Linked DNA regions of Mus musculus: region 1 is linked to region 2. Evidence: chromatin contacts called from public promoter capture Hi-C data. All regions are on one chromosome and are shown on one strand. Each heading gives the region's core, a stretch centred on a gene start, on an enhancer-like site or on the middle of the called end of the contact. The rest is flanking DNA. Distances are from core to core; before and after follow the strand shown. Region 1 overlaps Srsf11 (serine and arginine-rich splicing factor 11). Region 2 holds the start of Cth (cystathionase (cystathionine gamma-lyase)).

Region 1 (5,614 bases), core at 1,875-4,374, 85 kb after region 2:
ACCTAAATTTTTTTCATATTTATTAAAAAATAGTTTAAAGATCCAAGAAAGAAAAGTAGGGAGAATAATGTTCAAATCACAATAGTATCATGTTTTATTAAAGACTTAGCTAAATGTTTGTGTCCTGATGAGATGTGTCAAGATACATTTGTCAGGTTGTTACAGTGTGACTAGTAGTTTAAACTTTGACCAAGACTTTTATTGAAAGATGACTTATTTAAAAATCCAAAGTGTTAGCCATAAGATAGTTCTCTCTCTCTCTCTCTTTTTTTTTTAAATTTATTTAATGTGGGTACACTGTAGCTGTCTTCAGACACACCAGAATAGGGCATCAGATTCCATTACAGGTGGTTGTGAGCCACCATGTGGTTGCTGGGAATTGAACTCAGGACCTCTGGAAGAACAGGTAGTGCTCTTAACCACTGAGCCATCTCTCCAGTCCCCGATATTTATCTCTTTACAGTTGCATCTCACATAGTGATACCACCTGGCATATGTTGACATTTTACTTTTTCTAAGAAAAATAATTGAGTTAAAAAAATCAAAGCCCTCACCACTCCAGTAAGTGATCTATTTAGTTTTAAGAACTGAGAAGCCCAAAGCTAGCATGATGAAATGGAGGCAGTGGCTGATCCAGTGACTTAGCTATTTAGTTCTGTTGTCAATCATGATTCCAAGGTTCTGAAAGGCAGTGACACTGTTGCTTTAGGCTCATTGGCTTGAACATGTAGGAAGAAATGATAAATTTGCAGCTTGGGATTTAGAATTTCTTAAACATGTGAATATTTTGCTGGGTAACACTGGAGATAGGACTACTGAAAATTGTTGCACTGGATTGTACTACTGAAAATGGTTGCACTGGATTGTTTTGAGACTTCAATTTACCTTTAATGAGTAGTAGAATCAGATTGTCCATTCCAAAATGTTTTTTCTCTGATCACAAAGAACAAGTGTATCTCTTATGATGGTGGAAAAAAAAGGAGTTAATTAATGCAAATAAACTTTTCACAATATTAGACTTTTCATGATGTGCCTATTAATCCTGTTAACATCAGTGTTTTTGTATACTCTTACATGCATATCACTGTTTTGAAATGTAGATAATGTAAGATTCTGTATGGTAAATCTTAAATTTTAAGCTGGTATTAGGGGTCCCATTTAGAAAGGTGTGCAATACTTCACCACTCATGTGACCTATGTAGATAGGATTCCCATCTCCAAGAAAACATGAGACTTGTCCTCAGTAGACATTCTTGGGCAGAGGAGCTGCAGTTCATAAAAGGAGTGTATAGCAGGTGTCGTGGCTGAGTTAAAGTATGTTTATGGTTTGAAAGCTATATTAGTAGCTAATAGCAAGCAGTTCATCACAAAATTACAGCTTCACAGGAACTGGGCTTTCAAGTTAGGCATAGTGGCACTGTATGCCAGCTCTTGGAGGCTGAGGCAGCAGGATCAAGAGGACAGAGTAAAGAGACCCTATGTTAAACTAGGTAAATAGTGGTTACAGATGGAGCATTTTGGCTGCATGCTTGTCTTGTATGAGCTGCTATAATCAAGCTCCTCACTTTCCACTAAGTCTATAGCAGACAGAGATCTGGATCTTTGAGTGGTGGTGGGGGGGCGGCGGGGAGGTGGTCCTATTTTGCAGACAACAGTGAAATTTGCCAAGAGAGAAATGGACAGTAGAAATGCTCTATTTTGATACTGTGAAGCTGTAGGTTTATATAAACATTTCATGCCACAAACAGGCATTAGCTGTCACAAGTTTCCCAGTATGCCAGCAAGTTCTAGATTTCACTGCACCCAAGGGGGCTAGCTTTAGGTAAAAACAAAGATGCTCCTTTCAGCTTGCTCTGATCAGCACTTCTAACCTCTTTGCTATACCCTCTGCACTTGTAAGCCTATATGCATTTATAGTCAAGTCAGCTTCTTACTTGCCAGTCATTCAGGCTTTAATGTTTTTCAAGTGAATATGGCTTTAAAGCTTGATATATCAATAGTATAGTCCCACTTATTTATCTAAAGGGTGTCGTTGACTGGATGGTGGAATTCTTGGGATCAATTCAAAGGTCAATTTTGTTCATCCCTTTGTGAGCAGCAGCTCTACTTCTGACTTAGGTGTCTTCAGCTCACCAGTCTTCCTCTGCATGACACCCACGCCTCCAAAGTCACAAGCAACAAGATGTGGGCCACTTGTCTGCTCTGTGGGATCCAGCCTATTTCAGGTGCCAGGTTCCCTGCTTCCCCTGACTGGTTATACCTGCAGTACCAGTTACAAAGCTCAGTCATTAAGAATCAAATTGCTTTCTAAAAACCAAAACTGCTTTTCTGATAACTACTATTACATTGACTCTATGTAATGAGACATTATTTTGGGTGCTTGCGAAGTATTTAAAAAGACTCAAAAAAATACAATTACCGCCAGGAAGCTACATTATTTTGTATCTCAAATACTGGAAAAGTAAAAACTCCATCTTGGGATAACATCTTGATTAAAGATTTATAGAACTCCACTTGTGATCCTCAATTTCTCATGCAAAAAACCCAAAAGCATACTTCTACCAGTTTTAAAGAGGCACCACTCTCAGATTAGTGGCATATTCTACACAAATAGTAAAATATAGGCTACTTTCTGAGCTCTTCCACCCCTCTCCAATATAACCCCCTAACATTAGATTTAAAAAAAGAAAAAGGTGGGGAGAGGGTTAGACAACTTCCTGCTCATTAAGGGTGTCAGGTTTCATGGGGCTTGCTCTTTGCCATCAGGTTATCTTGAATTCTTCTGAAAACAACTTATCAACCAACAGCATCAGTAGCTCCCACCTCCACCATGGTGGCTATAGCATTTATATACCAAACTTGGCACACAGAACTATCTGCAGGTGGCAAAATCTGCTAGAGGCAAATCATTCTGCAGCTGTGGACTATCTCAAGTAGCCCCATATCCCACACCTTGGATTAAAAACATGGTTTTTTAAAGAAATAAATTCTCACTATAGTAATAAGCTGAGTGTTTGAAAACAGCCAGTCACTTCTCATAGAGACAGGGTGGGTGTAGTCAGAACTCACTTCCCACAAGGCACAGCTACCACCCAAGAGAACAGAAGGCTGATTGCTCTGGTATTCCTCCCAGTTACTGACTAGTTTGATGCTCCCCACGCAGGCATACCTCATCTTTGCAGCCCTCCCAGGTCATTCAGGCTTACCATCAGGTTATCACCTTTCACAAACTGCACAGCCTGAGGCTTTTTTGTGACTTGAACTGCCAGTATTTTGTTTTGCACAGAATTTGCCATGTTCCACATGGTTCTTTGATCTACTAAGTTTTTAAGTGAATGTCACCTACATTCAGCTTTGTTTTAAAATGTAGTGGTTACTCAGACCATTACTAGAATTTGATGCATTTGTCATAAACCAAAATATAAAAGTATCATACCATCTTTTAAAAAGTTACTCAAATACAAACTTGAAAAATGCTTTTATATACCAGAATTCAATTTTAATAATTTATATCCAAACCTTTTAGACTATAAACTTGTCTCAATCTTCCTTTCTCTAAGCCACCCAACACTAGCCATCTACCTGTTTAATATTGTAATACAGTACAAATGTGACCAACGACATGCGATTTTAGAAAGGCAAATTTCTGTAATTTCAGTGAAAATATAAATTTGCTAGGTATAGGTGAGATCATATTTATTCCTAAGACACTGTTGGATGAACTTAGTTCTGTACTAAAACACAGGTTAAACCATAATTTAGACAGAAGGTACTGGTGACGATTCTGCAGGCATCTACAACAAGGGGGTAGACTCCAGTTATTGTTTGAATATGTAGACAGGGAATGATGCAGCTGACATATGTTCAACCTGTGAATAAACACAACCCAGCTCTACAGAAGCATGACTTGTGAGTTTAAGGGTTTTATTATCAAAGTCTTGTAAAACAATTTCAGAAACTGTACATCAACATGGCACAGACTGTAGCCTACTTTTGTTTTAACTGCACAAAAGTAAAGCTTGTAACTAAGAAAACAGTTGCCTACCTAGTCTGCATATAACATGGAATCACTGTGCATAAGATACTACTGCAATCAAAGTAACACAAGTTTATTGGTTTTATACAACTTGAGATCAAATAAAAGTACATTATCAAGGAGAGCTGTCGTATTTTAAAAGCACATGAAGGTCAATTTAAAATGCACCACCACTTCTTGTTCAACAGTGAGCTTTAAAAACTAAAAGTTGAAAACTGAAAATCAGGACAAGGTCATTTTCTAGTGATGGGCTGCGTTCACTGGTAGAGATGTGAAATAAATTATTGGGGGAAAAACATAAGTAGCTATGAAAAAGTGAACAACTAATTCAAAACATCATATTTTACAGCCAGTTTTCTTTGAAAAATTTTTACTGTAATTTAAAGCCTACTTAGCCATCAAAAAAGGTTAGTGCATATATAACCTTTGAAAGTTAAACAAAGCCACAAAAATTTAGCCACAAGGCTCAAAAGGCTTATCTATCACAAATGTTTTTTTTCAGATGTAACTCTAAGAATGTTAATTTGTCATGTCAACAAACAAGACCATTAAATAGGTCACCGTGTCAGAAAGTTTCATGACGTTTGGGGTAACATGCAATCAGTGCATTCCCTACATGGCTCTATCACGGCAAGGACTCAAACTCTAGAAATATTCTAAGTGAACGCACTGAGGATCATAGACAGAGACAATCCATGCCTGCTGGAGATGCATGCAGCTGTTCATCTGTGTTAAAGCAGCAGTTGCACAGCTGCTTGATCACGCAAATGGATGTAACCATGGCAATGCTGGTCACCCGGGTACCACTTTATAGCTTTTGCTATAAAGCACTAGAGGTCACAATCAGGTGTTCTGAAGCCATTGGTAATGTGCAGCTGTATACACCTAGGTGAGATGAACACACACAGCATTAGAGATCACAAGGAATGACACTGAGGACCATCTGCAGCCAGCCTTGGGCTCAGTCACTCATATCCATGTCTTCTTCGTGGTGATCATCCCCGTTCACTTTGGACTCTCGAAGGTCGCCCACCCCCTTCTCCACAGAGCACTCCTTTGTTTTAGGGGACACTGCTTCTGTTGGTCTCTTCTCCTCTTTCTTTTCCTTCTCACTGTCATAGCCTTGCTCCTCTTCATCATAATCCCGAGTCACCTGCTTTGACAAGGAGAATGGGAAAATAAGCTTCTTCAAAGGAAAAACACTTCTTAGTCAAACAGCAGCAGCAGCACCATGGTGTCAGCACCCCAGCCTGTATACTTACTTTGACGTCTTTGTCACTCTCAGACTTCCTTTCTCGCTCCTTCTCCTTGTCTTTGCTCCTCTTCTTTTTACTTGTTGATCGTTCCCTTTCATCTCTGCTTCTTTCTTTGTCCTTATCTTTCTTCTTCTCTTTTTTATGTCTAGAAAGAATAGTTAAAATCTGTTTATAAAGTTGCTTTGCAAAAACTCCTGACAGTTTAATTCCTAAGTGAGCAACAGGTCTTAAGATGATGAGCTTAATCAAGCTCTCTAGAAAGGATGCAAAGAGCTGGGTAATCAAAGTAAGAATTTAAGCTGGATAGAGCCCTAAAGTGCTA
Region 2 (5,270 bases), core at 2,290-4,789:
ACTTGCAAAGTTGTGAAGATGAAATGGGGTGAGGCACAAATTCCTCAGCATGCTATGCTAACCACTAGGTGGGTGGCAGTCCTTAACATTAGAATGACCTTGCAGTTATGTTAGCCTCACCTTCTCCTTATAAGATTAGGAAAAGGGAAGCGAATGAGTCTGACCTGTGTTTCTCTTCCCAAGACTTAAGTGATACAGGTCCATTTAGCACAGAGAGGGTTGAAAGTGCCATTCACTTGCTCAGGGCTCAGATCTTGACACTATAAAAAATGACTTGCCGGGCGTGGTGGCGCACACCTTTAATCCCAGCACTTGGGAGGCAGAAGCAGGCGGATTTCTGAGTTCGAGGCCAGCCTGGTCTACAGAGTGAGTTCCAGGACAGCCAGGGCTACACTGAGAAACCCTGTCTCGAAAACAAACAAACAAACAAATAAACAAAACAAAAATGACTCAAAACAAAAGGAGGAAGCAGTTCTCAGTGAAGACCCTCCTGTGCCAAGCTCCCTTTGCACTTAAGTTCATCCCTTTATACATAAGATTCATGTAATCCTTTTATTTAGCCTTGTGACCTACTTGGAGAAAAGTGCAGTCAAATGTTGTAAGGCCTGGGGAATGTGAGAGCCAGAGCCAATCCTAGGATCTAAGCTCCTGTGGTCATACACATCTGCAATCCCAGCAGAAGCAAAGATTAATCTGTGAGTTCAAGGCCATCTCTCACTAGAGAGAGAGAGAGACTGTTTTAAAAACAAACAAACAAAACATCCTACAATTTTCTCCCCTTGGCTTATACTGTACACCACTACTTATACCCTTGTTTTAGACTCAAACTTCTAGTATTAGTAATAATAATTTTAAGAGTTTCCCCCTGTGTTAGATAAACACAGTTTACAGGGTTCTAGCACTCATCACCTAGATGCTAAACTCACCAAACCTTCCTGCAAAAGCTTGGCTTCTAGAACAGACTCACATAAATATTCATAAGCATGCAGACATTTAACTTCCAGGGAAGGAGAGCGTCTTTCATTGGCAAATTATCTTGTGCATTCCATGGCTTTTCAAATGGAACTAAAGATCTCTGATACTTCTCTTAGCTGCAGTGCTATTAGCTTTTGGAGATTCTGAGCACATACTGGATTTAACCACTCCTGCTTGCTCTCTGAACCGTTTTAACATTAAAATCATACCTGACTGCTCAATTTCTATACACTTTTTTCCACACAGGCAGCAAGCCTATCTAGGAGGGGCACACTTGGAGGAGGTGATGAGCGTATTTTGAATGCACATCATCAGGAGTATCCTAGCCTGATATAGAGACACTTTTGGGACTCCACCTCACATACAAAAAAGGGTTGTTTGTAAGAACTTTACCTGGCTTAGAACACAGAAAGGCAGTATTCAGAGCAGTCAAGACCTGGGAATGTGCAACAACTGCTTTGATAACAGCTGTCCTCTGAACCTGGGGCATTTTTAATATACCAAGACCCATTTAGTAAGCCACCAGAAAGGAAGATGCCATGAGATTCACAAGGCTGCATCTTACAGGCTTTACCAGTCACTTGGTCATTTGTGTTTGTTGAGTCTGGGTCAGTTTCCGTTTTTATAAAAGGATTTAACCCCTGCCCTATGACTTAGCTGCTGTGGTCAAATGGAAATAACAAGGCAGGAAGACTGCAAACACCAAAGTACTCCTAAGTGTGTACTACAAAATTTAGAAATGTTACAACAGTAACAGCTTGTGTAGTGTGTTCTATCATTATCCCAGTTTACACAAGGTCATCTCAAGTCTTGGATGGGTTAAATAGCTTCCTCCAGGTTACTCAGTCAGAGAAGCTGATGTAAGAATTAAAACCCATGTGCTCTTAATCACAAAGCCACACTACTTAGATCAATGGTTGCCAATCTTCCTGATGCTGTGACCCTTTAATACAGTTCCTCATGGTGTAGTGACCCCCAACTAATTATTTTTGTTGTTACTTCGAAACTGTAATTTTGCTACTATTAGGAATCGTGATGTAAATACCTGATACATGTAACCCCTGAAAAGGGTTGTTCCACTCCCAAAGGGGTCACAGCCCAGAGGTTGAGAACTGCTGGCTTAGATGATGAAATGGCTTGAACTATTACATAGCTCAGTTACAGTGCAGCACCATGGAGTCAGTTGCAGAAGGGAGGGGTTCAAGATAAATTAAATCTTATAACCCTATTATCTCAGCTATCTCAGTTTGAACACTTGAGACCTTAGTTCAGGCTAGGATCCTTCTTGTTAACCTTCAGTGAGACTCTACATGTAACACACATAGATTTTAAGTACGCACTTGGTACATAAATACACATTAGCTATTAACTGAACATACCGACTGAAACTAATCTTAATTCTAGGATTTTCATTGTTTAGTGTGTGAGAGAGAGGAGAAAGAGAAAGAGACTGAGGGGGGAGGGAGGAAGAGAAGGACAGGGAGAGAGGGACGGAGTGGGTGAAAGAGACTGGGGACAGAGAGAAGAGAGGGAGGGGGGAGAGAAGGAGAGAGAGGGAGAGTGCAAGCCTTTGGGTGCATCAAAGAACAACTAAGGTGGTGGTTCATGCCTTTAATCCCAGCACTTGGGAGGCAGAGGCAGGCGGATTTCTGAGTTCGAGGCCAGCCTGGTCTACAAAGTGAGTTCCAGGACAGCCAGGGCTACACTGAGAAACCCTGTCTCAAAAACAAACAAACAAACAACAAAAAAAAAACAACTACAGGAGTTGGTTCTCTCCTTCCATCCTATAGATTATGGGATTGAATTATAGTAGTCAGGTCTGGTGACAAGCACCTTTATATACCTGCTGTAATAAACACCATGCCCAAACCAACTTGGGGAGGAAAGAGTTTTTTATTTTACTTCCATTTAACAGTTCACCATGGAAAGCAGTTAGGACAGGAACCTGGAGGCAAGAACTAATGCAGAGGCCACGGAGAGGTGGCTTCTTACTGGCTCGTTCACCCAACTTCTTATAGAACGCAGGGCCACTAGCCTGGGGGGGGGGGGCACCCACCATGGACTTATCCTCCCCCATCAATCTCTAATTAAGAAAATGCCTGCTTGCAGCCTGATCTACTGGAGGCATTGTCTCAATCGAGGTCCCCTCCTCTCTCGCTTGAGTCAAGTTGATATAAAACTAGTCAGCACGACTGCTGAGCCATTTCACCAGCCCAAGAGCCTTCATTTTTCAAAGTAGGACTGGCTGCAGGTAGCTTCGATGCTACAGAATTCAACAACTTACAGTTCTGGTTTTTAACTGAAAATCGCAGAGAGCGCATGTCCCGAGCGCTCCCACAGTCAGCCCAGCCCTGCCCGGCTGCTTACCGAGGACTGGCCCGGGAAGTCCTGCTTAAATGTGGTGGCCAACGAAATGGGCAGCACCACGGCACGAGAATTCCATTGCTCAGGCTCTTGTCCCACGTGGATGGCCTGAGTGGCGAAATGCTGGAAACTAGGCAGGAAGCCGCTCAAAGAGGCGTCCTTCTGCATGCTGGGGCAGGAGTGCGAGGTGTTGCTTTGGCTAAAACCTTCTGGACTTTGGCGCTTATATCCAGGGTGGGGAGGGGCCGACGCAACCAATCATCGCTGGTCCCTAGGCAGCGGCCCTGCTTATTGGTCGGCAGTGGAGGTGTTGCCCCGATCGTTCCTGCCCCGCCTCCCAGTGGCACAGAGCAGTGCCCACGTGGGACACCTCAGCACTGAGGTGCAGCACTCAGCCCAGAGATCCCCTTTGTCTGCAGGATAGGGACGCAACCTCCAGCAGCCTCGCGTGGCCCCAGAGTTCCGGCAAGGGTCACGCAGGCAGGTGCTTCCCTCGGATCTGAGGACCGCCACAGCTGTGCCACCAGCGCCCGCGTCTCTACTCTGGCCAAGATCAGGCCTTAAGGCCCAAGCTTTGCTCCCAAAAAGACGTAGCTTTGACCTAATTTTACACCTTGTCCGAGAACTGGGGAATTTAAGGAGTTTCTGTACCTGGGAAGTCGAACCTAAAACTTTGTTTTTTTTTTTGTTTTTTTTTTTTAAGATTTATTTATATTTACTTATTATTATATGTAAGTACACTGTAGCTGTCTTCAGACACACCAGAAGAGGGAGTCAGATCTCGTTACGGATGGTTGTGAGCCACCATGTGGTTGCCGGGATTTGAACTCAGGACCTTCAGAAGAGCAGTCGGGTGCTCTTACCTGTTGAGCCATCTCACCAGCCCGAACCTAAAACTTTGAAACACTGTTGAACGAATTTGGAAGGTGTTAAGGAATAAACAACTGATTTTAAAAGCTACGGTTTGGAAAAGCTACGAAGAGCAAACACAATCAGTATGCTTTTCAAATTAGCTCCAGACACAATCACCTTCCAGAACCAAGTGTACACTGCCAGAGGCACAGGGGAAGCGGGTAGCCTCTGAAACACTAACGGGTTACCATGCTTGCTTGATTAGTATTTCTCCTTTTAAAGTATGTTCTCAGCCTGAGTATATTTTAACGATGTGTTTGTGTGTGTGTGTGTGTGTGTGTGTGTGTGTGTGTGTGTATTGCACCACATGCATACTTGATGTCTACAGAGGTCAGAAAGGCTGTTGGATTCCCCTGGAACTGCATTTGGAAACAGATGTGATCTGCGTGTGGGAGAGAAAGCCAAGCCCTGGTGCTCTGGAACCAATGCTCCTGCGGGCAATGCTCTTGCTCCCTGAGCCATCTCTAAAGACGTAAGTACATTTTGATGAGATCACAGAAAACACCGAGGAGTAGAAGGGCCTGAAACAGTTCTGAGTCCAGTTCTAAGTACAGTTGGTAAGCCCTGGGTTATACAAACATGGATGTTTTCTATTTGTTTGTATACTTGTCTGTTTATCGTATTTGAGAGTGCAGAGGAATGTGTGGCACACCCATAGAGGTCAGAGGACAGTCTTCCACCTCCCTGTTGACGCAGGGTCTTTGCACTGCTTACCCCAGGCTAGACCACCCAGGAGCTTCAGTGGATTCTCTGTCTTCTACAGTAGGAGAGCTGCTATTACAGATACACAGCAGCACAAAGGTAGATGCTGGAGATAGAACACAGGGTGTCAGGCTGTGCGGCAAGCATTTACCCACTGAGCCATCTTCCCACTGGACATTTTATTTAGTGTAACTGTCACAAAGAGGTCTTTGAAAAGTGGCCCTTATACAGACTTTCTAAATGAGAGGCTTCTGATAAAGTTAGAGGAAGCTGTGGGGTGGCAGCCCAAGATTTAAATTTCTCTATTCACAGGAATG

Evidence for each region. Promoter capture Hi-C pulls out the DNA fragments that hold promoters and counts their contacts.
Region 1: a contact with region 2 is called in a promoter capture Hi-C map of epiblast stem cells, with 3 times the contacts expected there. The contact joins the enhancer-like site here to the promoter of Cth in region 2. A contact is called at or near these places in 8 of 39 promoter capture datasets (the 3T3-L1 cell line, 3T3-L1-derived adipocytes, the C10 cell line and 4 more), 12 of 484 Hi-C or Micro-C datasets (embryonic stem cells, liver, stem cell-derived epiblast-like cells and 2 more), 14 of 115 datasets of contacts at active chromatin or transcription factors (the 230-238 cell line, CD8 T cells, the SCID.adh cell line and 4 more) and 4 of 9 other capture datasets (adipose tissue, embryonic stem cells, liver and 1 more).

What each region holds. Positions count from the first base shown.
Region 1 is chr3:158,007,012-158,012,625 of GRCm38.p6, forward strand. Srsf11 (serine and arginine-rich splicing factor 11) reads right to left here. Exons shown (of 13, transcript NM_001379531.1): 12 at 5,299-5,437; 13 at 3,908-5,192. The coding sequence ends at 4,998. Ankrd13c (ankyrin repeat domain 13c) reads left to right here. Exons shown (of 13, transcript NM_001013806.2): 13 at 1-1,023. Among named protein-coding and RNA genes, the nearest start is that of Srsf11, 27 kb to the right of the region's middle. Within about 2 kb of position 3,125, at least 14 of the 459 cell types and tissues checked have an H3K27ac peak or open chromatin away from gene starts, as enhancers often do. A contact at or near this core is called in epiblast stem cells, where this site is marked.
Region 2 is chr3:157,921,524-157,926,793 of GRCm38.p6, forward strand. Cth (cystathionase (cystathionine gamma-lyase)) reads right to left here and starts at 3,540. Exons shown (of 12, transcript NM_145953.2): 1 at 3,343-3,540. The coding sequence starts at 3,507. 1810013D15Rik (a long non-coding RNA gene) reads left to right here and starts at 3,685. Exons shown (of 6, transcript XR_867796.2): 1 at 3,685-3,823; 2 at 4,580-4,723; 3 at 5,266-5,270.